6 separate regions of the Mus musculus genome follow, and all the other regions are linked to region 1. A link is a contact called in public HiCAR-type, HiChIP or PLAC-seq and promoter capture Hi-C data. All regions are on one chromosome and are shown on one strand. The core of a region is the stretch at or near the end of the contact, and the rest is flanking DNA. Distances in the headings are between cores, read along the strand shown.

The links. Promoter capture Hi-C pulls out the DNA fragments that hold promoters and counts their contacts. HiCAR-type assays count read pairs that join an accessible place to other places. HiChIP or PLAC-seq counts read pairs in DNA pulled down with a chosen protein or histone mark.
Region 2: a HiCAR-type map of astrocytes shows a contact between it and region 1, with 7 times the contacts expected there. The contact joins the promoter of Mars2 here to the promoter of Sgo2a in region 1. A contact is called at or near these places in 5 of 39 promoter capture datasets (the 3T3-L1 cell line, erythroid cells, hippocampal neurons and 2 more) and 3 of 115 datasets of contacts at active chromatin or transcription factors (astrocytes, embryonic forebrain and stem cell-derived neural progenitor cells).
Region 3: a contact with region 1 is called in a promoter capture Hi-C map of pre-B cells, with 5 times the contacts expected there. The contact joins the promoter of Cyp20a1 here to the promoter of Sgo2a in region 1. A contact is called at or near these places in 2 of 39 promoter capture datasets (liver and pre-B cells).
Region 4: an H3K4me3 HiChIP or PLAC-seq map of embryonic forebrain shows a contact between it and region 1, with 13 times the contacts expected there. The contact joins the promoter of Plcl1 here to the promoter of Sgo2a in region 1. A contact is called at or near these places in 1 of 39 promoter capture datasets (pre-B cells) and 2 of 115 datasets of contacts at active chromatin or transcription factors (astrocytes and embryonic forebrain).
Region 5: an H3K27ac HiChIP or PLAC-seq map of embryonic stem cells shows a contact between it and region 1, with 5 times the contacts expected there. The contact joins the promoter of Coq10b here to the promoter of Sgo2a in region 1. A contact is called at or near these places in 1 of 39 promoter capture datasets (hippocampal neurons) and 2 of 115 datasets of contacts at active chromatin or transcription factors (astrocytes and embryonic stem cells).
Region 6: a promoter capture Hi-C map of pre-B cells shows a contact between it and region 1, with 4 times the contacts expected there. The contact joins the promoter of Boll here to the promoter of Sgo2a in region 1. A contact is called at or near these places in 3 of 39 promoter capture datasets (hippocampal neurons, liver and pre-B cells).

What each region holds. Positions count from the first base shown.
Region 1 is chr1:57,992,723-57,997,359 of GRCm38.p6, forward strand. It overlaps Sgo2a (shugoshin 2A), which reads left to right and starts at 3,252. Exons shown (of 9, transcript NM_199007.2): 1 at 3,252-3,590.
Region 2 is chr1:55,234,176-55,238,600 of GRCm38.p6, forward strand. Mars2 (methionine-tRNA synthetase 2 (mitochondrial)) reads left to right here and starts at 3,002. Exons shown (of 1, transcript NM_175439.3): 1 at 3,002-4,425. The coding sequence starts at 3,065. Gm10561 (predicted gene 10561) reads left to right here. Exons shown (of 4, transcript NR_166489.1): 3 at 754-954; 4 at 1,188-1,449.
Region 3 is chr1:60,341,250-60,345,670 of GRCm38.p6, forward strand. Cyp20a1 (cytochrome P450, family 20, subfamily a, polypeptide 1) reads left to right here and starts at 2,051. Exons shown (of 13, transcript NM_030013.3): 1 at 2,051-2,208. The coding sequence starts at 2,137.
Region 4 is chr1:55,403,303-55,407,318 of GRCm38.p6, forward strand. Plcl1 (phospholipase C-like 1) reads left to right here and starts at 2,644. Exons shown (of 6, transcript NM_001114663.1): 1 at 2,644-3,328. The coding sequence starts at 3,086. It also overlaps the pseudogene Gm8531.
Region 5 is chr1:55,049,985-55,054,276 of GRCm38.p6, forward strand. It overlaps Coq10b (coenzyme Q10B), which reads left to right and starts at 2,786. Exons shown (of 5, transcript NM_001039710.1): 1 at 2,786-3,006. The coding sequence starts at 2,891.
Region 6 is chr1:55,361,706-55,366,058 of GRCm38.p6, forward strand. Boll (boule homolog, RNA binding protein) reads right to left here and starts at 2,048. Exons shown (of 11, transcript NM_001368767.1): 1 at 1,594-2,048. The coding sequence starts at 1,614.

The DNA.
Region 1 (4,637 bases), core at 2,002-4,501:
GCCTTGACTAAAGAGTAGGACATCTAAAAACTATGCTAGTCATGATACCCCAAACTTTTAATATTTAAACAAGGGTAAAGTTTTCAGTGAAATGAAAGTGTGCTGCTTAATCAAGTGTAAGCCTTCAGGCAAGTATGTGGAAGTGATGGCCAAAAGGAGATGGACTGGCATAGGAAGAGGAGTCATTTCTGGTTTTGAAAAGCAATGCAGGCTCTATGGTTAGTGTGAGACCCACATGAGGTCATGCATATTTGGTTTTGGACTCCAGATGTGGCTCTCAATAGCTCTGTGACCTTAGTCAATTTGTAATTACAAGGAGTACGAAAAAAAGAAACATATAACATGTACTGAATATTTGATGAATTAGGTTAGGTAAACTAAATACTGGTTAGTTTAACTACTAAACATTAGGGTTCTTAGGGCATATAACCAGAAGTGGTATAGCTTCTGAGTCATATGAATTTCTCTTTTCCAGTTTGGATTAATTTGCATTTCTATGAGCAATGTATAAGGATTTGTTTATTTTCATCAGTTTTTTTTTTAAATGATAGCCATTTGTCTGGGATAAGATGTAATCTTAATGCAGTTTTAATTTATTTTCCCCTGATGTCTAAGGATGTTGACCTGTTTTCACACTGATGGCTATTTATGCTTTATTGTTTTAAAAAGGGAAGAAGGACAAGCTGTATTACAGAGCAATAGAGATAAAAACTGCATGGTATTGGTATAGAGACAGGCAGGTAGATCAATGGAATAGAATTGAAAACCCAGAAATGAGCCCACACACCTATGGTCACTTGATCTTTGACAAACAAGCTAAAACCATCCAGTGGGAAAAAGACAGCATTTTCAACAAATTGTGCTGGTTCAACTGGCAGACAGCATGTAGAAGAATGCAAATCAATTCATTCTTGTCTCCTTGTACAAAGCTCAAGTCCAAATGGATCAAGGACCTCCACACCTCCATATGACACCAGATACACTAAATCTGGTGTCTACTAAAAGAAAAAGTGGGGAAGAGCCTTGAACACATGGGTACAGGGGAAGTTTTCCTGAGCAGAACACCAATGGCTTATGCTCTAAGATCAACTATAGACAAATGGGACTCATAAAATTGTAAAGCTTCAGCCAGGCAGTGGTGGCAAACGCCTTTAATCCCAGCACTTGGGAGGCAGAGGCAAGCAGATTTCTGAGTTCGAGGCCAGCCTTGTCTACTGAGTGAGCTTCAGGACAGCCAGGGCTATACAGAGAAAGCCTGTCTTGGGGGGGAAAAAAAAGAAAAAAATTGCAAAGCTTCTGTGAGGCAAAGGACATTGTCAATAGGTCAAAATGGCAACCAACAGATTGGGAAAAGATCTTTACCAACCCTACATCCAATAGAGGGCTAATATCCAATATGTACAAAGAACTCAAGAAGTTAGACTCCAGAGAACTAAACAAAAAATTCTCAACTGAGGAATAACGAATGGGTGAGAAGCACCTAAAGAAATGTTCAACATCCTTAGTCATCAGGGAAATGCAAATCAAAACAACCCTAAGGTTCCACCCCACAGCAGTCAGAATGGCTAAGATTAAAAACTCAGGTGACAGCAGATGCTGGTGAGGATGTGGAGAAAGAGGAACACTTCTCCTTGTTGGTAGGATTGCGAGCTGGTACAAGCACTTTGGAAATCAGTCTGGCAGTTCCTCAGAAAATTGGACATAGTACTACCTGAAGACCCAGCTATACCACTCCTGGGTATATACCCAGAAGATGCTCTAACACATAAGATGCTCCACTATGTTCATATATATATATTATGATATATCTGTACACACATATGTATAATATTATGATATATTATATGTAATATTATAATGTATATCATAATATAATAATAGCCAGAAGCTGGAAAGAACCCAGATGTCTTTCAACCGAGGAACAGAAAATGTGGTACATTTCTACAACAGAGCACTACTCAGCTATTTAAAAACAATGACTTCATGAAATTCTTAGACAAATGGATGGAACTAGAAAACCTGAGTGAGGTAACCCAGTCACAAAAGATCACACATGGTACACACTCACTGACAAGTAGATATTAGCCCAGAAGCTCAGAATACCCAAGATACAATTCACAGACCACATGAAGCTCAAGAAGAAGGAAGACCAAAGTGCTCCAGTGCTTCTTAGCAGGGGAAACAGGCTACTCACAGGAGGAAATACAGAGGCAAAGTGTGGAGCAGAGAATGAAGGAAAGGCCATCCAGAGACTGCCCCACCTAGGGATGACAAGGTTCTTTTTAAAAGATTTATTATTTTATATGTATATTTTGCCCGAATGTACGCATGCATGTATGTATGTACACCATATGCATATCTGGTGCCTGCAGAGGCCAGAAGAGGACATAAGATTCCCCAGAATTGGAGTTACAGATGGCTGTGAGCCACCATGTGAGTGCTGATAACTAAACCTGGGTCCTTTGCAACAAATGCTCATGACCTCTAAATGCCATATTTGTAGTATTTATTTATTTATTTAGGTTTTTCAAGACAGGGTTTCTCTGTGTAGCCCTGGCTGTCCTGGAACTCACTCTGTAGACAAGACTGGCCTCGAACTCAGAAATTTGCCTGCCTCTGCCTCCCAAGTGCTGGTATTAAAGGTTCCCAAGTGCTGGTATTAAAGGTATGCACCATCACTGCCTGGCTTCTATTTGTATTTTTAATATGATGGAACAGAGCAGTTTTTTAAAATATCGTTTCTCGAAATTCTACATATATATATTATTATTAACCTTTTGTAAAAAGAACCAAACTGACTTGAAAAATAAGACTAACACATTTTAAAATATAGTTGAAATAGTTTAAAATGCCACTCTGTGTACTCTGCTAAAATGGAGTATCATTGCAGCACTTCCAAGTGCAAAATTGAGAAAGGCTTTTAAGTGAAGTGTAAAGAAGCAAGGATCACAATTGGAAGGCAAGAATGCAGAAACTGGATGCAGACAAATAATCACACAGTGAACAACACAAAGCCCTGCGAAGGACTAGAGGTGCCTGCCAACCCTCAGAGTGTCCCTTTATCCGTGGTGAATGGCCCTCTCTGTCAGGGCTGGTGGAAATGGCTACCAGAAGCTCAGAGAGGCAAGGAGAACCTTTTCACGCTCGCTGCAGCCCGCCCGGCTCACCCAGCCACGCCCACTCGACCCTCTCCAGTACGTCCCGCCCCTTCCGTCTTCCACTTCCGGGTGGCAGCGCATCTTTGCGCCGCCTTCTCGGAATCTGATTGGCTGGAGCATAAACGCTAACTGCCGCGCAGTTTAAACCTGAATCCTGGTCTTCGCGGATTGTCGCGCTTCCCTGGCAAGTGTGGGCACCCACAGCTGAAGGGGTCGCTGGTAGGCGTGGACGAGGCCAGCGCGGCCAGCAAGGCCTGCGAAGCCGGAACCCTTCTCGGTAGCCACTCCTGGCGCCTCAGTCCTCGCCGCCGCGCGTCGGCTTGCAGGGCCGGGACGCGGAGCCGGGACGCGGAGCCGCCTTCGGATCGGGGCGGTAACCTCTGTTCTGACTTTGAGCTCCCAGCTGGGCGAGGGGTCGCCACTAGTTTTCAGGTCAGTACCTGGAGGGAAAGGGATCTAGGTCCTTGTGACCAGGTCTGAAACGGCTGCTTTCGTGTAGGTAAGGATGCACCTACACGCATCTCCAGGGTAGGGCTTCTGCCAGGCTTGTTTCGAACAGAGAACTAATAGCTTGGCCGGGATCTGGGTATTGGGAGCTGACACTTAGAAATGGAGATGTGCTATATGCTAGGGCGTGGCATGGGGGTCCACAGGAGGGAGGAAAGCAGGGTGTGTCATCAGGATCTGTTTATTCCCGCCCCCCTCAGAAGTGGGATCAAAGAATGAGAAGAGGTCACAGTAGAAGGTCTGCCACAGGGCTGTGGATGAGACGGGGGATTGGACTGGAGGGAAAGTTGAAGATCTGCAGCTAGCCTCCTTGTTTCCCTGCTCAGATTGTGAGGTGAAAACCTGCAATTAGCCTACCAGCTTCCCTGCGGTTTTATGGTTTGTTTGTTTGTTTTTGGTGGGGGGGGGGGGCGAAACTTTAGAACAGTTGAACTTTACTGTTGAAACGTTCCTAGTGAACTTCCTCCCCGTTGCAGAAATTCGCCCCCCGCCCCCAACCATCTTCTCGGTCATTTGCTTAACAGCTTTCCACATCTGCTCAATGCTTTCAAACATGACCATTTCAACATTGGGCAGATTTTTTTTCTACTGAGAAGTTCTTTCATGTGTTCATATATATTTCTATTAGAAATGTTTATCCAAGGAGCTGCTATGTGCCAGGCACTAAGAGTTCAGCAGAAAACACATTTAATAGAAACTTCTGCCTGTCAGCATTACCCTAATCTCTGCTCTTCTCCGTGAAGATGTTTGTGATGGCGTTAGGGATGCCTAGATAAATAAGAATCTTTTCATTGGATCCTTATACTAGATCTGCAGACTATGTATAGATTGAGAATTGCAGGTACCTGACTAGGTCACTTTGTAGCCTACTATAGGACCGCTTCCGGGTTGGGAAGAGTTGGAGGGCAGTTAGGGTGAGGAAGGTAAAGATAATGAGGAATCTTGTGGAATCTAGGGATTTTTGTGATGGAC
Region 2 (4,425 bases), core at 1,752-4,251, 2.8 Mb before region 1:
TAGCTTCTGGGTTAGGGATGTAAACTTGTGACCCTCTTAGCACTGGGACCCATCAGGCCCCTACTTGTAGAGCCCCGGGTTAGCTGCCTCTGTCTCTGTGAGTTCATATATGCATTGATCCTGTCTGGAAGGTGCTGTTTTCTTGGTGTCTCTCATCTTCACTACCTCTCACCATCTTTTTCTTTCTTTCTTTCTCTTCAGCATCGTTTCCTGAGCCCTGAGGTTTGATGAAGATGTCCCATTTAGGACTGAGTGTTCCACAGCCTCTCATCCTCTGCACACTGTTCACTCATGGCTATCTATACAAGCTCTCATCTGTAGGAGGACACTTTTCTGATGCTGGCTCAGTGAGACACTGATCTATGCATACAGCAGAATGTTGTTAGGCGTCATTTTATTGTTATTGTCCTTCTAGCAGAACAGTAGTGTTTGGTTTGCTCCTGGGTCCATGCCTGTCTAGTCTCAGGTTCTTGGCCAACTGAGAAGTGTCAGGGACTGGCTTTATTTCATGGAGTGGTCCCTAAATCCAACCAGACAGTGGTTGGTTACTCCCACATCTTGTGTGGCATTGTTGTACCAGCATATCATGCAGAGAGGCCATCATTGCATAAGGAAAGGTTTGTAACTGGCTTGGTGTTTAGCTTTATCCTCTAGTCAGTGCAGAGTACCTTCCAGGACCATGAATGCTAGTGAGCAGACAACCCTCTACTTTTAGTTTTATCTACTTTCTACTTGCCTTTTGCAAATTTGCAGATCAACTAGAACACACAGACTGACTACGCCGTGGACGTTTGTTTCACCTTCTGTAGTTCCTGTAGAGAACGCCATCAGTCTATCTTCTAAATCATCCCAAAAAGCATATCCAACTCACCACAAGTCTTTACACACCATGCAGAAGTCAAAAGGAATGAACAATATGGTTGAATCTTAGGAAGAAAATGTTGAATTAGAAAGGTAAGATAGAGACTACGTGCCCCGCTGTCTTTTAAAATGGTAATTAAATATAGGCAGTGTTACTCAAATGCATTGGTGCTATACAGGAACGTGAATGTGTAAGTAAAACCTCAGGGCAGGCTGTGCAGTGGTGTAGCTTCCCCCAGCCTGAAGCGGGCTGGTACAGACTAGTCTGCCACTGAGGTGGGGCCACCTGTGGTGCAGCTGTCCGACCTGGCTGGCTTCTTTCGAAGTGACAACTGCCCTGCTCTTCTGCTACCTGCTGAGAAGCTGAACCCGTTTTCCTGAGAATTTCCGGAATAAGCGGCCAGCCTGGCCACCGAGTGCTGACGAAATGGCTCCAGGCACCAAGTGTGGAGCCGGCAGACTAGTGCTAACAACTTGGCAACAATACATCAAGAAGCCTGGCGGGGGTGGGTGGGGGGGGTGGGGGGGCGATGGGCCTTCCCCCTTATAAGCACGGTCTCTTAATAAACTCGTGGGCCTTGATCAGGACCTTTGTCTTGGCTCCATTCTCTCTCTCTCTCTCTCTCTCTCTCTCCTCTCTCCTCTCTCTCTCTCCTCTCTCCTCTCTCTCCTCTCTCTCCTCTCTCTCCTCTCTCTCCTCTCTCTCCTCTCTCTCCTCTCTCTCTCTCTCCTCTCTCTCCTCTCTCTCTCTCTCTCTCTCTCTCTCTCTCTCTCTCTCTCTCTCTCTCTCTCTCTCTCTCTCTCCAGGTGTACCCGGTTCAAGTAGGCAACACAGTGGATGGTGCACGCCTTTAATCCCAGCACCTGGGATGCAGAGGCAGGCAGATTTCTGAGTTCAAGGCCAACCTGGTCTACACAGTGAGTTTCAGGACAGCCAGGGCTAGACAGAGAAACCCTGTCTCAAAACAAAAAAAAACCCCAAAAAAAACCCAAAAAAATAAAACACAAACAAACAAACAAAAAACTCAACAAAACAAAAAAAAACCCAAACAAACCAAAAACAAAAACCAAACCCTCAGGGCACTATTACTCTTGGAAGAGAGGGAAGGACACAGCGCACAGATCTCAACTGCAGCTCATCTCTAACTTAAACACTAATGTGCACCACAGTCCATTGGTGAGCTAAGTAAAGCTTAGATTGCTGGTCTGAGATCCCAGTTTCTGCCTCAGCAGGTAGGGAATGGGCCTCAGATGTCTAAGTTCCTGGTGTGTCTCATGCTGCTTTGGGGACCATTCTTTGAGAATCACTAACAGTACTTAGGTTGGGTGAGGGTTTATAGGTGTTCCAATCTCATTTTAGTATGTGCATATATACACTGTTTAAATTAAATGGGGGTGGGGAGGCCAGTTGTGGATGAGAAAATATGCAGTGAGCCAAGGATTAATAATAAAAATTTGGGATTTTAAAATTCTCTCCTGCTAAAAATTAGGATTTCATTCTCAAAGCTCAGTCTTGGAAGAATTTCAAGACTATTAGAGGAGAAAATTGTGACTTGTTTTGTACAATAAAGCTGAAAGTTAATGTTTCCTTATCTGCACACCTGTGACTCCGCACTCCAGTCCCTGGATGAGTTCTCAAATCAATCCTTAAGGCTCAGCAACATGTTCAGACACGTCATTTCCTTTTCTGCCAGTGCTTATCGTTCCTTAAAGCGCTTTGTGAAATTATTTTCCTTTCTTTCAGATTTATTTAGATTCTGAGACAAACCTTAAATGGTTTTTCTATGTTGACTAGAGGATACCAAGAGGCCGGATTTGTGCCCTGCTTTGACAGTTAATGAGTTTGGAAAATACCTCAATATAAAAATCTTGCCAACAAGTTCAGTCCAGAACCGATCAGTTCAGTTCAGATCCAGAACAGATCTCAAAGAGTAAAACTGCACAACACCCGGGATACGCTCTTCTTTCCCCAACTGCCCTGACACGGAACCCACTAGCCGACTACTCAAAAACTCCCGCCGGCCACCCGCCCCTGCGCGCTGCAGGAAACCGGTGGAGGCGGGGGAGTTGCGGGCGGGGCCGCAGGAGTCAACGCTTGCCGTTCATTGGCTTCCGCGCCGGAAGCGGCGGTACCGTCCAGCTGCGCACGCGCCCTTTCCCGTGCTCGGGAACACCGCCTCCAGTGCTGGGGCCGGCTGTCACCATGCTGCGGCAGTGTGCTCGCTGGGTGTTGACGCGCACCCGGTTCGGCCGCGGCTGTCGCCGCTACGGTTCGTGCTCGCCGAGCGCTAGTGGCGACGCCGGGGAAGCGCGGGCCTACTTCACCACACCTATCTTCTACGTGAACGCCGCGCCGCACATCGGGCACCTGTACTCGGCGCTACTGGCCGACGCCCTGTGCCGCCACCGTCGTCTCCGAGTTCCCGGCTCTGCGTCCACGCGGTTTTCCACCGGCACGGATGAGCACGGCCTGAAGATCCAGCAGGCGGCAGCCACCGCCGGCTTGGCCCCGATCGAGCTGTGCGATCGAGTGTCTGCCCAGTTTTTGCAGCTTTTCCGGGAGGCTGACATCTCTTCCACGGACTTCATCCGCACCACGGAGGCTCGGCACCGAGTAGCGGTGCAGCATTTCTGGGGTGTGCTGGAGGCCCGGGGTCTGCTTTACAAAGGGATCTATGAAGGGTGGTATTGTGCCTCGGATGAGTGCTTCTTGCCGGAGGCCAAGGTTACTCGGCAGGTGGGTCCGTCCGGGGATCCCTGTCCCGTGTCTCTCGAGAGCGGACATCCTGTCTCCTGGACGAAGGAAGAAAATTACATTTTCAAGCTTTCTCAGTTTCGAGAACCACTCCAGCGGTGGCTTGGAAACAATCCTCAGGCAATCACACCGGAACCGTTCCACCAGGCAGTTCTTCAGTGGCTGGAGGAGGAGCTGCCCGACTTGTCCGTTTCTCGAAGGAGTAGCCATCTGCACTGGGGCATACCAGTTCCCGGGGACGACTCGCAGACCATCTACGTGTGGCTGGATGCCCTGGTCAACTACCTCACTGTAGTTGGCTACCCAGATGCAGATTTCAAGTCTTGGTGGCCAGCCACCTCTCATATCATAGGTAAGGACATTCTCAAATTTCATGCTATTTATTGGCCTGCCCTTCTCCTAGGGGCAGGATTGAGGCCACCACATCGCATCTATGTCCACTCGCACTGGACGGTGAGTGGCCAAAAAATGTCCAAAAGCTTGGGCAACGTGGTGGATCCCAGGACTTGCCTTGATCGCTATACTGTGGATGGCTTTCGCTACTTTCTCCTTCGGCAGGGCGTTCCCAATTGGGACTGCGATTACTATGATGAAAAGGTGGTTAAATTGCTGGACTCCGAGCTGGCAGATGCCTTAGGAGGGCTTTTAAACCGGTGCACTGCCTACAGAATAAATCCTTCTGGAACCTACCCATCTTTCTGTGCTGCCTGTTTCCCCAGTGAGCCAGGGTTAACGGGGCCGTCAGTTCGTGTGCAGGCAGAAGACTATGCGCTTGTAACTGCAGTGGCCACTTTACCCAAACTGGTAGC
Region 3 (4,421 bases), core at 801-3,300, 2.3 Mb after region 1:
TGGGTATTAAATATAAAAACATGTGAATGTACACTATATATAGTTATTAAATTACTTTTAAAGTTTAAAGAAAGAAGAGGTAGATTGGTTGCTGTCTATTTGTCTCTGGTGTTCTGTGGAGCTAGGAAAGAAGAAGTCCCAGAACCAAGGCTAAGCAAGGCTCCGCTGCTGATCTACACTTATCCTCATGTCTAGTTTTAGACTCCATTTCTGAAACACTGGGGCCTGCCTCTGTGGGTACTGAAAAGTCCAGAGGGTGCCAGGCTGAGAGCTAACTTAGGACTAAAAAACCCAGGTTGGGGGGTGGGGGTGGGGGGGGGGACTCAGTGCTGGAGCAGTACCAGGCAGGTACCAGGCATGATTTTGATTTGGGACTGGGAAGGTTGAGGACCAGATACCTTGAGAAAGTGGTACCTAAAGTTATATAGCTATGGTGCTGGAGAGATGGCTCAGTGGTTAAGAGCACTAAACTAGCTGCTCTTCCTGCAGTCCAGAGTTCAATTCCCAGCAACCACATGGTGGCTCACAACCATCTGTAATGAAATCTGACGGCTTCTTCTGACATGCAGGTGTACATGCAAATAAAGCACTCATATACATAGAATAAGTAAATCATTAATGTTATGTAGCTACACTGTATATTTCAAATTTTTATCTGCTGTTGATGTGGGCCATCATTTTGATGAGAAATGTCTTTAAAACCGATTTAAAAAACAAACCCTTGAAACACTCAGGGCAGTTTGAAATACATTCAGAGTTAAAAGCACAGCTCTTGCTGTGTGAGGTGGCCCATGCCTAAAATTTTAGCGACTTGTAAACTAAGACAAAATCAAACGTTTGAGGCCAACTTGAGCAATGTAGACAGCTTTGTCCCAAGACAGGAAAAAATGTGATTTCCAATCGACGAAATCTTGAGTGGAAGTATTGTTACAGCTTCAAAAAGATATGGCATGTTTTCAGTGAGGTATGATTCCTTCTTAAGCAGTAGTCATTACAGGAGCTCTAACTGCAATTCCAAATGACATGCCAAACGGTATCAAGAAAATTTGATATTCAAGCTATAAAATCTATAAATTGTTTTAGGATGCTTTCACTAAATGTAGTGCCAATAAGTATCAGGCTTTACCTTATACTAACCCATGTTAAAATTTCTGAGTTGGATAGAACAGAAGGATCTCAAATTACAGTAATGCTCTGACCAAGCAATGTTTGAAAAACATAAGCACACAACATTGCTTTGCCAGTGCTCAGTGCTTCCTAGAACGCCCAATAGTACCCTCCACTGGCTACTCTATATGGTATTATTTTGAATGAATTGATTTTGATTTAATGAGGCAGGAGCTCAGGTAACCTAGGAATTGGTTATGTAGTTGGAAATGACTAAACACTTGATTTTCTTGCCTCCACCTTCTGACGCTGGGATTACAAATGTGTGCCAACCAGCCAGGTTTATGTGGTGCTGGGGACTGAAGCCAGAACTTTGTACTAGAAAAGCAATCTACCTCCCCAGCCTCTGGTTTTCAGTTTTCCATAGAAGAAAATGGAGCTTGCTAAATTCAAGGAATTTATTGCAAATTATCAGTAACAGAAATCCTACCCACTGTCTGCCACCGTGGCCAGAAATCCTACCCAATGTCTGCTACCGTGGCTAACGCCTTTAATTCCAGCACCAGGAAGGCATCTATTAGTCAGAGGCCAGCCTGGTCTACATAGTTCCAATCTAGACAGGGATACATAGTCAGATCCTGTCAAAACACAGAAACCAGCCACGTTCACTGGAGCGCTTTTGAGCAATAAGGAGCATCTAACGGTGCCTAGCTCTTCAGCCATGCATGCAGGTGTCCAGGTGAGACTGGCTTCGGTTGTGAGTCCTACTTAAATGTACTTAAGTCTACTTTGTGCAAGCGGACTGGTGTCGCACGCAGCTTGATTCTAGCCAGGCCAGGGTGGGACCCGGGCCTGGAGGTTTCCTTGTGGCCTGTGAGTCGCCAGCAGACCAAGGGTGACGCCCAGCACGGGCGTGGCGGGGCGACCGCGGCTCCTATTCGCCGACCGCCTGAGGCCACCTCCCTCCCCAGCTGCGGGCGCCACCACGGAGCTCACGGCCGAGGACCGCGCGGGCGGGCGAGAGGAAGCATGCTGGACTTCGCCATCTTCGCCGTGACGTTCCTGCTGGCGCTGGTGGGAGCGGTGCTGTACCTCTACCCGGTAACTCCCAACTCGGGTTTCGGGGGTGCGCCTGCGCCGCGAGGACCTGGGCGGGCGGTCGGCCGGGAGCGCTTGCGGAAGAGCCACGTGGCTCCGCCCCGGCGTGCGTTCCCCGTGCGCATGAGTGCTGTGGTCGCTGAGCTGTGGTCCTGGGCGGGTCCCTCATTCTCCCTGTCCCGGACGGGTTTTGGGAGGTGGCGATCAATTCATTACCTTGGGTGACTTTGGAGACATTGACTTCTTCGAGCCCCAATCCCATTTGCTTCTACATCAGGGGAGAAACTCCTTCCATCTTTTCCTAGCATCCCCCTGCATATGCCCCGGCACCGTTGTTGGAATGGGCGAGCTGAGCTCCCCAACCCAAACTTTGTCCACCTGTCCTTTTCAGAGGGGAACCTCTCAAAACTCCGGAGTTACTGTTAAGGAACTTCCTTAAAGTGTATTGTATAAAGCTGGGCGTTGCATACATCTGTAATCCCAGCCCGGGGTGAGGAGGATGGGGTGGGAGCTCAAAGCTCACCCTGGACTACATCAAACCCTGTCTTTAAAAGAATATGTATGTACAAAGTGTGGTGGATTTATGGAAAAGTGGAAAGGTAGTGAACAGCCCCGGGTAGATGAATGGTGATGGAGATGCCCCTTAGAAGTGTCCTGTTCTGAGTTAGTGGTTGATTAGACTAATATAGAAACCACATACCTGAACTCCTGAGAAACAAAACACTGATATGAAGAAGTTGAGAGCTCAGGCCTTTCAAGAATAAGAGGACTGTGTCCTAGCCAACTGGAGCGAATGTAAAACCAGACCGGGAAGACAGATGGGTGTAAATGGCTGAAAAGCTATTCAAAGGACTTTTAAGTCTGCGTTCTACTGGAGGATTTCAATGGATAAGTGGCTATTTTAGTTTAAAGGAAAACTGGGAATGCTGTGTTGGGCCTGTAATCATAGCACTTGGATGGTGGAGGCAGGAGAGTTCAAGGGTTTCTTCCAAAATGGACCTGAGTTCTAGGCCAGTCTGGATCACATGAGCCCTTGTCTTAAATTTTAAAATTTGTATACTAGAAAAAAAATTAAAAATATATGTGGCAAAAAAATGTCTTCAATTCATTCCTTTTAAAAAATGCAAATCTTGGAATCAAGGGATTTTCAGCTTTAAAGGAGAACTTTAATTTGCAGGCTGGCCGTGTCTAATTCCCAGACACTCTGGGAGCTCTGGTGGGAGGATTGTAAGCTTGAAGCCATCTTGGGCAATGAATGTTGTGAGACCCCACTTCAGAACAATCCTAATATTATTAGTAAAGTTTTCTGATAGTCGTCCCGCTACTGTGTTAAGAACGGACTGTAATTATGGGGCTGAGGCAAGGGTGGGGTTAGAGAGAGTAGGCGGAAAGATAACTGCTGTCATTTTGGTGAGAGATGGTGTGTGCTTGAACCCCAGTGTCATAGCACATGGTGAGAAATACAACATTGTTAAGATAAAGCCAGTGAGACGGGATATAAAACTCGAGGCTGAAAGAAGCTGGAAGAAAAACACTTCTGGGGGTGGAGATGGGGACTGGCAGATAGAAGAATGGATTTCCCCATGGAATGTGAAGATTTTGTTTAGTTTGTATCTTGGTGGGAAATTAATGAGGTTTCATAGAGATCAGAAGTTTGGGGTTACGTGAGCCAGGTTTAAGATGCCTGTTTGACATCAAGTGAGACAAAATCAAGTACAAAAGTCTTGAGGTTTAAGGTTAAAAAACCAGACTGGAACAGTTTGGGAACTGCCAGTGTATATATTGTATCGAAGCTAGGAAGTTTGTTCCAGTCTCCTAGAAAATTTAGATGTAGGAAAGAAGAGGTCCAAGGACTAAGCCCAGAATTCTCCATATTAGATAGAGGCTGAAGAGAGGAGTTGGGGTAAGGGAGGGGAGGACCGTAAAGACCCCTGGGGAGGAGCAGTCGGACCCGACAAAGGCAAAGAGTCATCCATTGAGTCAAGTGTGGCAAAATATGCCAAGGAAGCTCAGGCTGGAGAATTCAGGAGTATTGATAATCCAAGATGAGCGGCTCCTCAGTGGGATGATGAGGTGATGGCCGAGCTGGAGTGTACCGCAAGGTCCTAAGGATGCAGAATTCTGTAGAGTTTTGCCCTACTCCCTAACAATTCATTCAGCCCTTAGAGTGGTTCGTATCCCCAATGCGACTGATGAAAAACCTAGGTTTTCATTTA
Region 4 (4,016 bases), core at 1,394-3,893, 2.6 Mb before region 1:
CAAACCTGACAATTTGATTTCAATTCCTGTAATCCACATGGTTGGAAGAGAGAACTAATTGCTCCAAGTTATCTTATAACCTCTGCACACACCTACGGTGCGCATGTGCGCACACCCCCCCCCCCACTCTCCACAAAATAATAAATAAAACATAATTTAAATTAGGCTTGAAGTCGCTTGCTGAAAGCTACAACCAGCTAAAAAGCAAGAGAATCAGAGATATGTGCTAGATGGTAATTTCAGAGCCCGTGTTCTTCCTGCTACATGCGTTTCTCATAATAAGTAAGTTCCATCCAGGCACCATTGTCCTGGAGACTAAAAAATGGTTCCTCCACTCCCAATGTCATTCATGCTGGTTATGACAATGTCTTGCAGCAGGCCCAGCCCCAGCCCCATTGCTCCTAGAGTTTGGATCTTGACTGTCCCCCAAACCCCATGCAACTTTGCTCTCTTGGGAGGTGGTAGAACCGTAAGAGTTGGGACTTAGTGGGAGTTTTTCTTGCATCAGGAGAATGCCCTTGCAGGAAACTGTGACCTTGGTCTCTTCTTGCTCTGATTTCTTGCCTCTGTGAGATAAGCAGGCACATGGGGGCATTTTTAAATTTAAAATGGCAGGCAGGAGAAGCCTTCTGAGCTTATGGCAGGAGACAGCAGAAATGAAAGACCCTTTAGATGTACTCCAATATTCTCAAGGCCGAGTGAGTTAGACAACCTCCCTGAAGAGCTCAGAGTCTTCAGCAGTTTCTGTGCATTTGTGCTCGCAGAAGGTCACAAGGGACGAGTGCAAAGGAAGGGAAGATGGAGTGCAACTGGTCGGTCGTGAGTGGAAACAAAACATTTTGCAAACCATATGCTCTATGGATGTAAATATATATGGATATAAATATATAATCATATATGGGTATATGGATGTAAATGTGTATGGAAAAAATATATATGGATATAAAGGCACACAAGCCTGTAGGATAGGAAACACTGGTATATAAGACTCATATAGGAAAATGACGAGGGAGATATCTGCAGCTTTACAGTCTTCAAAGGACAGCTCACAAGTGGCAAGTTGACAAAAGTATCAGAAAGCAGACACCCTGACATCTGTAAAAGACAAAGTTAGGTGTAATAATGAGAGAGCATCAGAAAAACAGTAGCCTAAAATTGGCTATACTTCTGAGGACAAAATATATTTTCTATGTAACAGTTATGAGAAGAAGCGCTTGCTATTTCGGTTGTAGTTCTCAACATCTCACTAGAGGGCAGTGTTGCTTCTAAAACCAGAGCTGGCCTCTCATCTAGAGGACACTCATTTCTGGGTTGCACGTATATTTAAAGAAAAGGTAAAGTCAAGTCTTTCCAGTCTTCCCTAGGAGATGGTAAATGTCAAATGTGAATTCTCCCAAGAGCCCCATCCAATTTTGACTGGTTGTAGCCCCAGGGGAGCCAGATAAAAAAAGTGAAGAGAGCTTGGAAGGAACTGGGTAGCAGATCTGATTTTAGTGTCTGTACTAACCAGTCAGTAGACAAGGTCCTTGGGCTTTCATTTCCTCTGTTAAATAAAAGAGCTGCCCTAGATGACTCCTAACACCCCAGCTCATCCTTAAAATGCTAGAATTTTAATAAATTTCTGGCCCTGAAGGGCTGAAAAATTTCTTGGTGCTATTGGCCACGTAAGGAAGAAGTAAAATCTTGAATTATGAAATAATTAGTAATTTAAATGCATTTAATGATCTAAGTGAGATTCAGTACGTCGTCCAACTCTCCAGGGACCTTAGAGCCATTGTCTACATTTGCTCATGGTGTGATTAATGCTACCGAATCCCTGCTCTCCTCTTGGTTACTAGCTTGGTGGAAGGAGCAAAATGTAATGATTTAGAATTATATGTAGAAAGGAGGCTGGACCCTCGTCGAGAACGGTTTAGGGTAGAGACTAAACCTGCCAATGACCTTGTCGCTATGTGGCTTCCATCATCTCTGTGTTTCATTCGGCGGCGTTCCCAGGGTTTTCGTTGCTCTGCTTCCTCTTACCCTACCTACCCCTTAAACCCAACTCCTTGTTGTATTGACTCAGATTACTGAGTGAATGTAGAATCCGCTCATAGAACCCGAGACAAACTGTGGAACTCCAGGGTCCTAGTGCGTGGACTTCACTTCTAAGGATTGGCAGGAGAGCCAGTGATTGACCCTTGGCTGTGCCAAGTGTCACTACTACACCCCTCCAAACACTCTAACCTTCTCGCTCAACATCTTCTTTATTCCAGATTTGCTGTTTTGCAGTGTTTCCTCCGTCATCTCACTGCCGCCCGCAAACCACCCCACCCGCGTCCCATTTCTTGAACCTTCAGGCCGCTTTCGTCTCCTTTCTAAACTTCCTAAAATGTACTCTGAGTGCCTGTGGGTGCGCACACTGGCGCGCGCATCCTCGCCTAGTACCGGGGCCAGCTGGGCTGGGCAGGCTCCGAGCAACAGAACACATTCCATTCTTCGCGCTCGGGCACACCCCTCCGCGGTGAGGATTGGTCGGCCCGAACCCCCTCGGTGAGCCTCGGCTCCTGAGAGGCCGGGGAGCCTGCCAATCCCCACGGGCTGTCAAAACAAGTCTTCCCTCCCTGTCACAGGCGAGCGGAGTGGAGGCCGCCCCGCCGCCGCACTTCCTGGGGCCGCCGTGCTGCGGTCGGCGGGCAGGTGGCTGGTGGCCGATCCGCAGTCGCCGCTCCGGCCGCGCACGTCCCGGCTCCGAGGCTCCTGGCTCCGGCGCCCACTGCCTTTTGTCTGCACAGAGCCGGCGCTCGCCTCGCGTCTCCAGTACCTCCCGCTGCTTTTCGCCTGCTTCTCCCTCCCGCTCACATCTTCTCCCCGCCCCCGCCGCCCGTCCGCGCCGGCCCGCTGACCTCCTGGACCACAGCCCGAGGACGCCTCTGCCGGAGCGATGTCTCCTTTCTACAAAGTTGTGGCTGCCACTGCAGCGGCCGTGGCGCGCTAAAACAAAGTCTAGCGGGGTTTCCTTCTGGTGCCTGAGCGCACCCGTGCCCGGGGCTGGACGCCGCTGGCGGTCGTGCTGTCTCGCCGGGAGCCTAAAACGTGCTTGGCTATGGCTGAGGGCGCGGCTAGCAGGGAGGCTCCGGCGCCTCTCGACGTTGCCGGGGGCGAAGACGACCCCCGAGCCGGCGCCGACGCTGCCTCAGGGGACGCCCCACCCCCGGCCTTGGGGGGCCGGATGAGGGACCGTCGCAGTGGGGTCGCGCTGCCGGGCGCTGCGGGGGTCCCCGCGGATAGCGAGGCCGGCCTCCTGGAGGCTGCACGAGCGACCCCCCGGCGTAGCAGCATCATCAAGGTAAGCGGAGCAGCAGCGGCCCAGAGCCTGGTATGGGTGCCGGGTGGGTAGGGGACATCCCCCCTCCAGCCCCTGGGCAGGATGTTCATTGCCCTAGGCGTCGCAGGCTGGGCATTGTTTTCTCCCACCTCCTTCATCGCCAAACCTTCCTGCCTAGTCCGGAGGTTCCCAGAATCAGCTGTTGGCCTTGAGAAGCAGAAGTGACTTCCTCTCTGACAGCGGAGGAAAAGTTCTCTGCGCTTCTGCGGTTTGATGGATGCTTTCCCTCATTTTCTCACTAACCGGTGGATGGGAGGAGGAAGGGTGAACTTGGGATAAATGCAGAGACCTGCGGGCTGGCTGTGCATTCTCCAGCGGAGAGCTAGCTTTCCCGAACAGCAAAGGCAAAGCACAGCTTACTTTTAATTGTGTGTGGGAAATCTCCCCCATACAGAAATGGTTCTGAAATCCTGAAACGCCTGAACTTTGCAGATAGGCAGGCAGAGTTTGCAGCGGACGCTGCAGCATAGAAAGGATGAAGGAAGAGCTTAGAGGTTTTGCGCTGCAGAAAACACACATCCGGGAAAACGTTCCCAGACTCCCCTAGCACCCCCAGAGGATTTGCCTTTATCCATCTGCCAAGGAATTGTAAACCTTTCTTCGCCCTATTTATTTATTTCTGTCTTCCACTTTGAACTTGTTTCCCATG
Region 5 (4,292 bases), core at 1,536-4,035, 2.9 Mb before region 1:
AAACAAGTCCATTTCTTAATCCTTACCAAACAGTTCCACCAACTATGGACCAAGCATTCAAACACATAGCCTATGGGGACTTATTATCTTTTCAACCACAACACCTGGCTTCTTCTATTACCATGTGACACCCCTCTGTACATGTGCCAGCTTCTCCACTCAGCTCCAAGCCATCACCTTCATAAATTACCTAGTCTCAGATGTTATTTTGGGAGAATGGGACAGGATGCACACCAGGCAACTTTACTACTGAATTCAAACCCCAGACCAGGCATTCTGTTATGACAACACAAACAGATGAACATGATAATGAAACTCTGGTAAGTCTTACAGGACAAAGAGGAGTTAGGTTAAGGAAGAGAGATAGGAGAGAGGATAGAAACAGGAAAAGAGGGTAAGGAATTGAGTAAATACTATTGTTTTACATTTATTTGTATATTTATGTATACACATGCACATGTGTGTGATTATATATATGAATACATTCAGTATCACGGTCTCAGAGGTCCACCTGCCCATCCTATATAAAATATTAGTCTTCTGTCATCCCAGCTATTTAGTAAGCTGATAGAGGAGGATTCCCTGAGCTCAAGAATGGGCATGAGAGAGGCTTTGTATAAATCAGGATAAACGAATAAAAACAGCAACCCACCTAATTTATTTATTTAATGTTTTTTTCTTCTCTTTCCTTCTTCTTACAGTGATTTTAAAATATTTACTTATTTATCTATTTAGTGTTTTTCCAGACAGGGTGTCTTGGTGTAGCCCTTGCTGTGTTGGAACTCATTCTTTAAACTGAGCTGGCCTCAAACTCACACAGATATGCCTGCCTCTGCCTCCTGAGTGCTGGGATTTAAGTAAAGATTAATTTTTATTTGTAAAGCTTTTAAGAATTTATAGCATGTGTTGTCAGGCTTAGCCAAAAGCACCTTTATCTTGAGAGACCTCCCTAGTCCTTACCCTTAGTGTGTGTGTGTGTGTGTGTGTGTGTGTGTGTCAGTGCCTGCAGAGAACAGGAGAGGTTAACAGATATCCTCGAACTGTTACTGATGTTGTGAGCTGCCTAACATCAATTCTGGCAATGGAACTGGTCTCCCCTGCAATAGCAGCTCTTAGTTGTTGAACTATCTCTCCAGCTACATCATCATTTCATTTTCAATGTTTTTAAGCATCTCCCTGTGCAGTTCAATCTAGCCTGGGTAGTTTTTCTTTCAGTATCTCTAGTGCCAGGATTACAGGCACAGCACACTGTGCTCTACTCTTTTTTTTTTTTTCTCCACATCTTAGGGTTTCTATTGGTATGAAGAGACACCATGACCAAAGCAACTTTTTATAAAGGACAACATTTAATTGAGGCTGATTTCAGAGGTTCTGTCCATTATCACGGCACGAAGCATGACAGTGTACAGTCAAACATGTCCTGGAGAAGCCAAGAGTTCTACATCTTGACTCAGAAGCAGGTGGGAAGAGATGCCCTTTTCCAGGCAGCCAGGAGGAGGGTCTCTTCTGCTCTGGCCAAAGCTTAAGCTTTGGACCTCAAAGCTCACTCCTACAGTGACTCACCTCCTCCAACAAGCCCAAACCTACTCCAACAATGCTACACTTCCTAATAGTACCACTTCCCATGGGCTAAGCATATTCAAACCACCACATACAAGTCACATAATTACCCGATAATGCAGTACACATTAGTTCTATCTTCCCTTTTGGAATATGAGCTATGTGAGGAGACAGACTCATTCACACCTCCAACATCTAGTAAGTCTTTCAAAATATATTATTGCCTATGTTTAACCAACAATCTCATTTATTCCTCAAGCTCTGCTAACCAAATGCAGCAGGCAGGATGGCCTACTGGGTAGAACTTGCTGTGCAAGTCTGATGACTCAAATTGAATCTCCAGGAACCCACATAAAGATGGAAGGTGAAGAGGTGACTTCACAAATGTGCCGTCTGACTTTCATAAGCCAAACACACATCACACACGTACATTCATATAGTAATAAAATATAATTCTATTTTTTAAAAAACTGTATTAGAGTCAGTGAGATGGCTAATCATTTAAAAAAAAACAATCGCTATGCAAGCCTGTTAAGTGAGTTCTTATTCCTTAGACCCACATGGGAAGACTCTGACCTTCACATATGCGTTTGTTACGTGTGCCCCTCCCTTATATGTAAGTCAGGACCTCATCCAATCCCTGAATGTGGCAAGCAAAATTGTTGCTTTGTATAGAATGAGAAAAACCTGGATCATAAAGGCAACACTACACCATATCTTGGCCACGTATGAAGAAGGCAGCTAGAACTGACAGGTCACTGGGCCTGTTCGGGGCGGTATGACCCGAAGTTGCTCTCTGAACAACACCTCAGGGTCAGCACAGCAGGTACCGTTTGAGATCGTCAATACACAGTAAAATCTGCCAGGCTCGGCAGCAGGAGCGAAAACACGCTGGGCCAGCGCTGGGTGGGGTGGGTGTGGGAGGCAGTTACATAATTAGCCAGCTCCTGGGCTTTCCTCCCCCGGCAGGGCGGCCCTCACGAGCCGAGCCTCGAGACTCGACCCCAAATAGCTCCAGGAAAAAACCCGGACCGTAGGTGAACCCAGGAGTTCGTCACGAAGATTACATAAGTGGCAGACTCCTGGCAGGAGCAGAGCGTGTCCCGGAGATCCGCGCCCCGATTGGCTGTCCCGAGGCGGCACTGGACACGTGCGTCAGCCTAGCGTCAGCGTGGCGTCATGGGGTTGGGAGGGACTTAGTGGGAAGAGGCGTGTCCAGCTGCTCAGAGGGCTCCCGGATTGGCTGAGAGGCGCAGGAGCCGTCCCTCCAGGCCGGCCTGAGGGCGGCGCCTCGTTCCGGGTGCCCGCGTTGGCTACCGGCTTCACAAAGATGATCATGGCAGCTCGGACCAGTCAGAGGGCCCTGGCGAGGGTGGCATCGGGGTGCCATCCGAAGTCGACCACCGTGACGGAAGCCCCGGCGCGGGGGTCTGCGCGCGACGTCAGGTAGCGAGCGGAGGTTTTCCGGGCGGCGGGTTCGGGACGGGCCTGTGGCCGGGGCGCTGACCCTAGTCGGCTCCGGAGACCCGGGGCGCGGCGCTCGGCCGGCTGGTCTGCGTGCACCTCATATTATCGGGGTGAGTCAGCGACGAGACGGCCGTGGGAGGACGGACAAGCAGCCGGGTCTCCGGCTCCCGCCCTTCCGGTCTCCAAGAGGTGGGCGGCGGCCGTCGGGAAAGTTTAACTGCGCCCGAGAGCGCCGGCTCCCGGGCCGTGGGAGTGCGTGTCCTGGCGGTGAACCGCTTGTCAGACGCTCTCTCACTTGCTGTGGAGTTCTTTGACCCCGGCCACTCAGCGCTTGCAAAATGAAACACAGCCAACAAAGAGGACCTGTTGTTTTTTTCACTACACTGTAACTTTGAGGTCCTGTAACCTTGAAGATGGCTCTGTCCTCGGTTTTCCTGCTTGGTCCTTTAGGTGGAGATGAACCTAGAGACCTGAAGGACACTATAAGTCTACAATGCAGTTTTCTATTACAAATAAGACTGTAATAAAGTATTCTCAAAAATTAAAATTAACTCAGAGTGGCGGCTCACACCTGTAATTTTAGCAATAAAGTCAAGTAAGTATCGCGGTGGGTTCAAGGCCAACCCGAACTACAAAGTGAGCCCCTGTCTCAGGACCAAAAGAAAAGAAAATTGGTATTTGAGATGAATCAATATGTATACATTACAGAGGAGAAAGTCCAACTCTTGCCTGGGTTTCAGAACATTTTGGTTGAATGAAGACTTTAAAATGTCAGCCAAGAGGCCAGGTCTGGTGCTTTGGAGGCCAGCCTGGTCTGTGTAGCTAGTTGCATATCAGCCAGAGCTACAAGGTAAGATTTGTCTCAAAAACAAACAGAAACTAGCAGCCATGCTTCATCTCCAAATCTTACACAAACATGTTGAAACTGTGAAATCGGGTAGTTTATCCTCAAAAGATAGCTTTTCAAGCAGGACATACTGCTTATATTACTGATTAAATGTTGCTTTGCTGCTTATGGTCCGAGGCTCATGCTCAGAAAGTCCATACCAGCCTCAGCCTGGGAAATACCAAGTGACTGGATCTAAAAAAAAAAAAGGCAACAAAAATGGTATATAAATGCATAAAAGTATTACATTATCTTGTGTTCTGGCCTTTAATGTAATATGTTATTTGAGAGAGTAGTTTTGGAATATTAGTGATTACAAAGTCTGTTTTCAATATGTTACAGTACTCACTTGTTAGCTTGACTGTGTATGTAGCTAGTT
Region 6 (4,353 bases), core at 798-3,297, 2.6 Mb before region 1:
ATAGAATTTGTTAAATAATGATGTCTTCACAAAATTCTGTAAAAACAAAGGAGTTCAATGGAAGTACTAGTTTGTTTTCAAGTTTAAGTAAGAAGACTCCATTTTCCTGTGAGAGGTGGATGAAATCAGTCCCAAGTGAAGAGACCTCAAACACTGAGAAAATGATTTTAAAACAACCAAATCACTTCAGTCCCTGTTTTTAAGGCTCCAGTGTGGATGTTATGGCTTTCTTTCTTATTTTCTAAGATACCACATATATACCTGTAATATATTACTATGCTGTAATATTCATGAAGACAGGATGCTTGCCTATTTTTTTTTTAACTCACTGCGACATGCAAAACAGAAACATCGCATAGCAAGTGTTCAGTGCCTATCTATCTGTTGACTGTATAAACCAGGTTTCAGGAGAGACCTGCTTGGTACTTGGTCAACATTTGGGTAAGGACCGAAGTATCAGTAACATTCTAGAACCCATTTTATGGTTAGAGGCAACAAGGCTCTGACAGAGGTAACATCAAGTTCCTTCGAGGTTAGCACTGAATTTGAGGAGAGGGAACCTCCCACTGTCAACCATTTGAAAGCATGGAGCTAGGAGGCTGCCTGCTCCAGGATCCTTAGTCTGGACCCTCTGCTTCCCCGTAAAGCTCGACCACCAACGAGTTTCTTAAGATGCTCTTCCAAGGTAACATGGCCCTAGTGCCGTCTCCTCTGAGGCTTAACCTCGACCTCGAGATGGATCATCTTTGCAAAGACAAAGGAAGAGGTGGGCTAACCGTCGCAGTCACCGCCTCGGTGCTCCTTCCCCTCGGAGGCCAGCAGGCTGAGGCGATGGGGCAAATGGCCGGATTGACAACGTCCTCGGGTTCTCTCGGGTCATCGTGGACCGGGACACCGACACGAGGGTCTCCCCCCTCCCCACCAAAGTGCGGGAGGGAAAAGAAGGCCAGCCAGCGAGAAATTTTGTCAGGCAAACCCGCCAGCAGCGGTGGCGGGAACCCTCAACGGCACCTACCACGCGCTGGCCGCCTCGTGCAAGGCGGGGCCGCGGCCTTGCGTGGGCGCATGCTGATTGGCTGGCGGCCGGGCACGGGGCGGGGCGCGGCACGTTACCAGGCTGCACTGGGAGGGCGGGGGCGGTGGGGGCCCCTAGGCCCCAGCCGGGCCCAGGCCTGACAGGGCAGCGCGCGTAGCTCAGGCCTTCCCGGGCTCAGGCCTTGCCCCGGGTCGGGGCGTCGACGACGGCCGCGCAACTCGTGCCCGCGAGAACGTGTCCTGAAAAGGGCGAGCCGTCGAGGGCGCCGCCGTCCGGGCGGGAACACTTGAGGGCGGCCGCTCGCTAGGCATGTTTGGCCGATGGCCGTTTCCCCCGAGCTGCCCGTCCGCCCCACCGAGGGCCAGCGCCGCCTCCCCCACCCCCAGCGCCCCTTCTCACACAGCCCGAGGGGCCGCTCTCCTCAGCGGGGCTGCCCGCTGCCCTCCCGCGGCGCGTTCCTTCCCAACCCCACAGCAAGGCTTTCGACTCCAAAGTCCACTCTTTCCAGCCCGTCCGAAGCCGGGCCGCGCAGAGTCCGGCCGGCCCTCAGCACTCACCGCCCGGGACTCGGTCTCCATCTTTCTAATCTCCGGAGTTCGCGGGAAGCTCAAGTTGGAAGGCGCGTTCGCAGGAAGCGAGCCGGCGCGTCTCCCGTCGGGGACTCGCTCCCCCTGGCGGCGACGGCGGCGGCTGCAGTGGCGCAGTCTCCGAGCCGGGCGAGCTGCCCTGTGGGGGCGGGGGAGGCGGGCTGCGCGGCGGCGGTGGCGGTGGCGCTGTGCGCAAGTCCCGGGGCCGCCGGGGCGGCGGCACGGACGGCGCGCACCGCGACTGCCAGCGGCGGCAGGACGGACGGCTGGACGGACGGACGCGAGCACTGCGAGCGGAGGGGAACGCGCCGCGGAAGGCAAGAGCGGCGAGCCTTCCCTGCCCTGGAGGGCCGACCTCTAGGGTCTACTACAGAGAGTGGCCTCTGGGGACTTCCGAAAGCTGGCTCGAAGACAGGAAGACAAGTTCCCACGTGCAAACTCTGCTCCCCCTTCCGGGCGCCACACACAGAAGCAGCGGACGCCTCTGCTCTCAGCACCTGTCGCTGTCGCTGTCACTCATCCCTGCCAGGGAGGGCGGGGCAGCGCAGTTCAGGCCCCTGGTAGGCTAGCTGCCCTGCGCTCCTGGCTAATAATGCATATTTCATCTCAGCACTTGGGAGGCAGAGTAGGAGGATTTCTGAGTTCAGGGTCAGCTTGGTCTATATACCGAGTTCAAGGATAGTTAGTTTAAGGGCTACACAGTGAGACCTTGTCTCCCTCCCTCCCTCCCTCCCTCCCTCCCTCCCTCCCTCCCTCCCTCTCTCCCTCCCACCCCCACTCTCCCATAAAAGAACAAACAAGCAAATAAAATAAAAGTAGGAGAGAGCCTAAGGGAAGGGAACCAGCTTCATTAGACTTGGCCCCATAGCTTTGGGAACTCCGTTCAAAGACTCCTTTGCAAGGACTTTTTAAAAAGTGCCTGAGAGCCTACCTTCTCTCTTAAGTAGTATGTAATTTCTGTTAGATAAATTCATGTAATAAGGACTGTCATTATTATAAGCAACTATCCATCATACACATATCTTGTTTCCGGTGCAGTGCTTTATGGTCATTTCTACTGTAAATAGGTGGCTAAATACTTGGGTCAAAGTCTAAAGCTGTAGCTTTAACCCTAGCGCTCTGCAACCCCGATTCTTCATCTCAATGGGCTGGCTTTTAAGGGCTTTAAGCCATCAGATCAGTATCAGCAACTGTAAAAAGTTACATAACTTGTCCTCAGAGTAAGCAGCAACAATATTAATGTTAATATGTCCAAAGGTTAGTTATCAAGAATAAATATCCAAAAGCTTAGTTATTTACCAAAAATAAGATGGGAAACAATTTTTGTTAATTGTAGAAGCATCCTAGCAGTTGGAATACTTTTCTGCATACAATTTAAACTCATTTTCTCAGGTTTGAGTTTCTGTGGAAAAGGAATAATACACAGATGTGTATTCAGATTTAAGTACATATTCTAGAATTGATTTTTGGGCATTCTATCCCTCCAGTTGTAACTAAGGATTTGATTATTATTTGATTAGTGCTCTTTTCTTCTGAAGTCTTTTTCTTTCCTACTAGAATAGTTACTTTTGAAGGGAGCATCTTCTAAAAAGGCCACTTGTCACAGGAAATACTTGGTCTGACATAATGAACAAACTTGAGGGAACAGTGACTGTGTTAGGGAAGATAGCTACACTCCTCAGTTCAGCTCCTCTTTTACTTCTTATCCAAAAGGAACTTAAAAAATACTTGGCTGAATCACACAAAATTATATTGGATCAACTTAGTAGACAGTACAGTTCTTATGCTCATAATGGGATATGCTGCTGGAAGGCAAAGTTCAGACATTAGTCCTTGTTGCCAAAATATTTAAACTCAACTGGGGTCTCTTCTCCAACTATGATCATTCAGTTCCCAGATAAAAGACGAAAACTCTTTACATTTATGACAAACCTTATATACTAGAGCTGGGCAGTTACTAATACCCTCTACGGTATTAGTATCCACTTCCCTATCAAATATCCCAAGTTATAGCTTGCCATGTTTCATTTGGATAGCTCTTAGCTCCAAATGACCAGCCCTCATGACCATGTTTTCATGATTCACATACCTCATGCTGTCTTATCTCTCTCTCTCCTTCATACTCATATTCCTTCTCCAACCCCAAGCCCAAGAATTGAAACCCCACCTACCTCTCTTCTTCCTATCTATAGGCTGTCAGCATCCTTATTCAGCCAGTAGTTTTAAATCAAAGAGTAAGGCCATAAAGCATCTCTTGTCCCTGAGTCAACCATAGCCGGTATTTAGTATTACAGTACATAGCAACAAACCAAACCTCAACAAGTCCTCAAGACATCTGAATGTTGGAGAAGCCAGGGATGGTTGTGTGTGACTGTATTCCCAATTGCCTGTGAGGCTGAGGCAGGAGGATCACTTGAGCCCACAGTTTGAGACCAGTCTGGGTAACATAAGATATCATCAAAATAAATAAATTAGAAAGGGAGAAAAGACCAATTTGTACAAATGATAATTATACCTAAACATGCTTAAAATAAAATACAAACAAAAGATGTGTGAGCTGTGATGAAAACACTGTGGGAATGTTAATATACATTGAGGGTCTACAGGGCCAGGAATGGCCATAATTAAGGCTGGGAATGCTGTCTTGGCAGGAAATGGGAGGGAAGGGTCTCAGACCTTTCTATGTACCCAATGCTGGGCTAAATACATTCCATTATTATTATTATTATT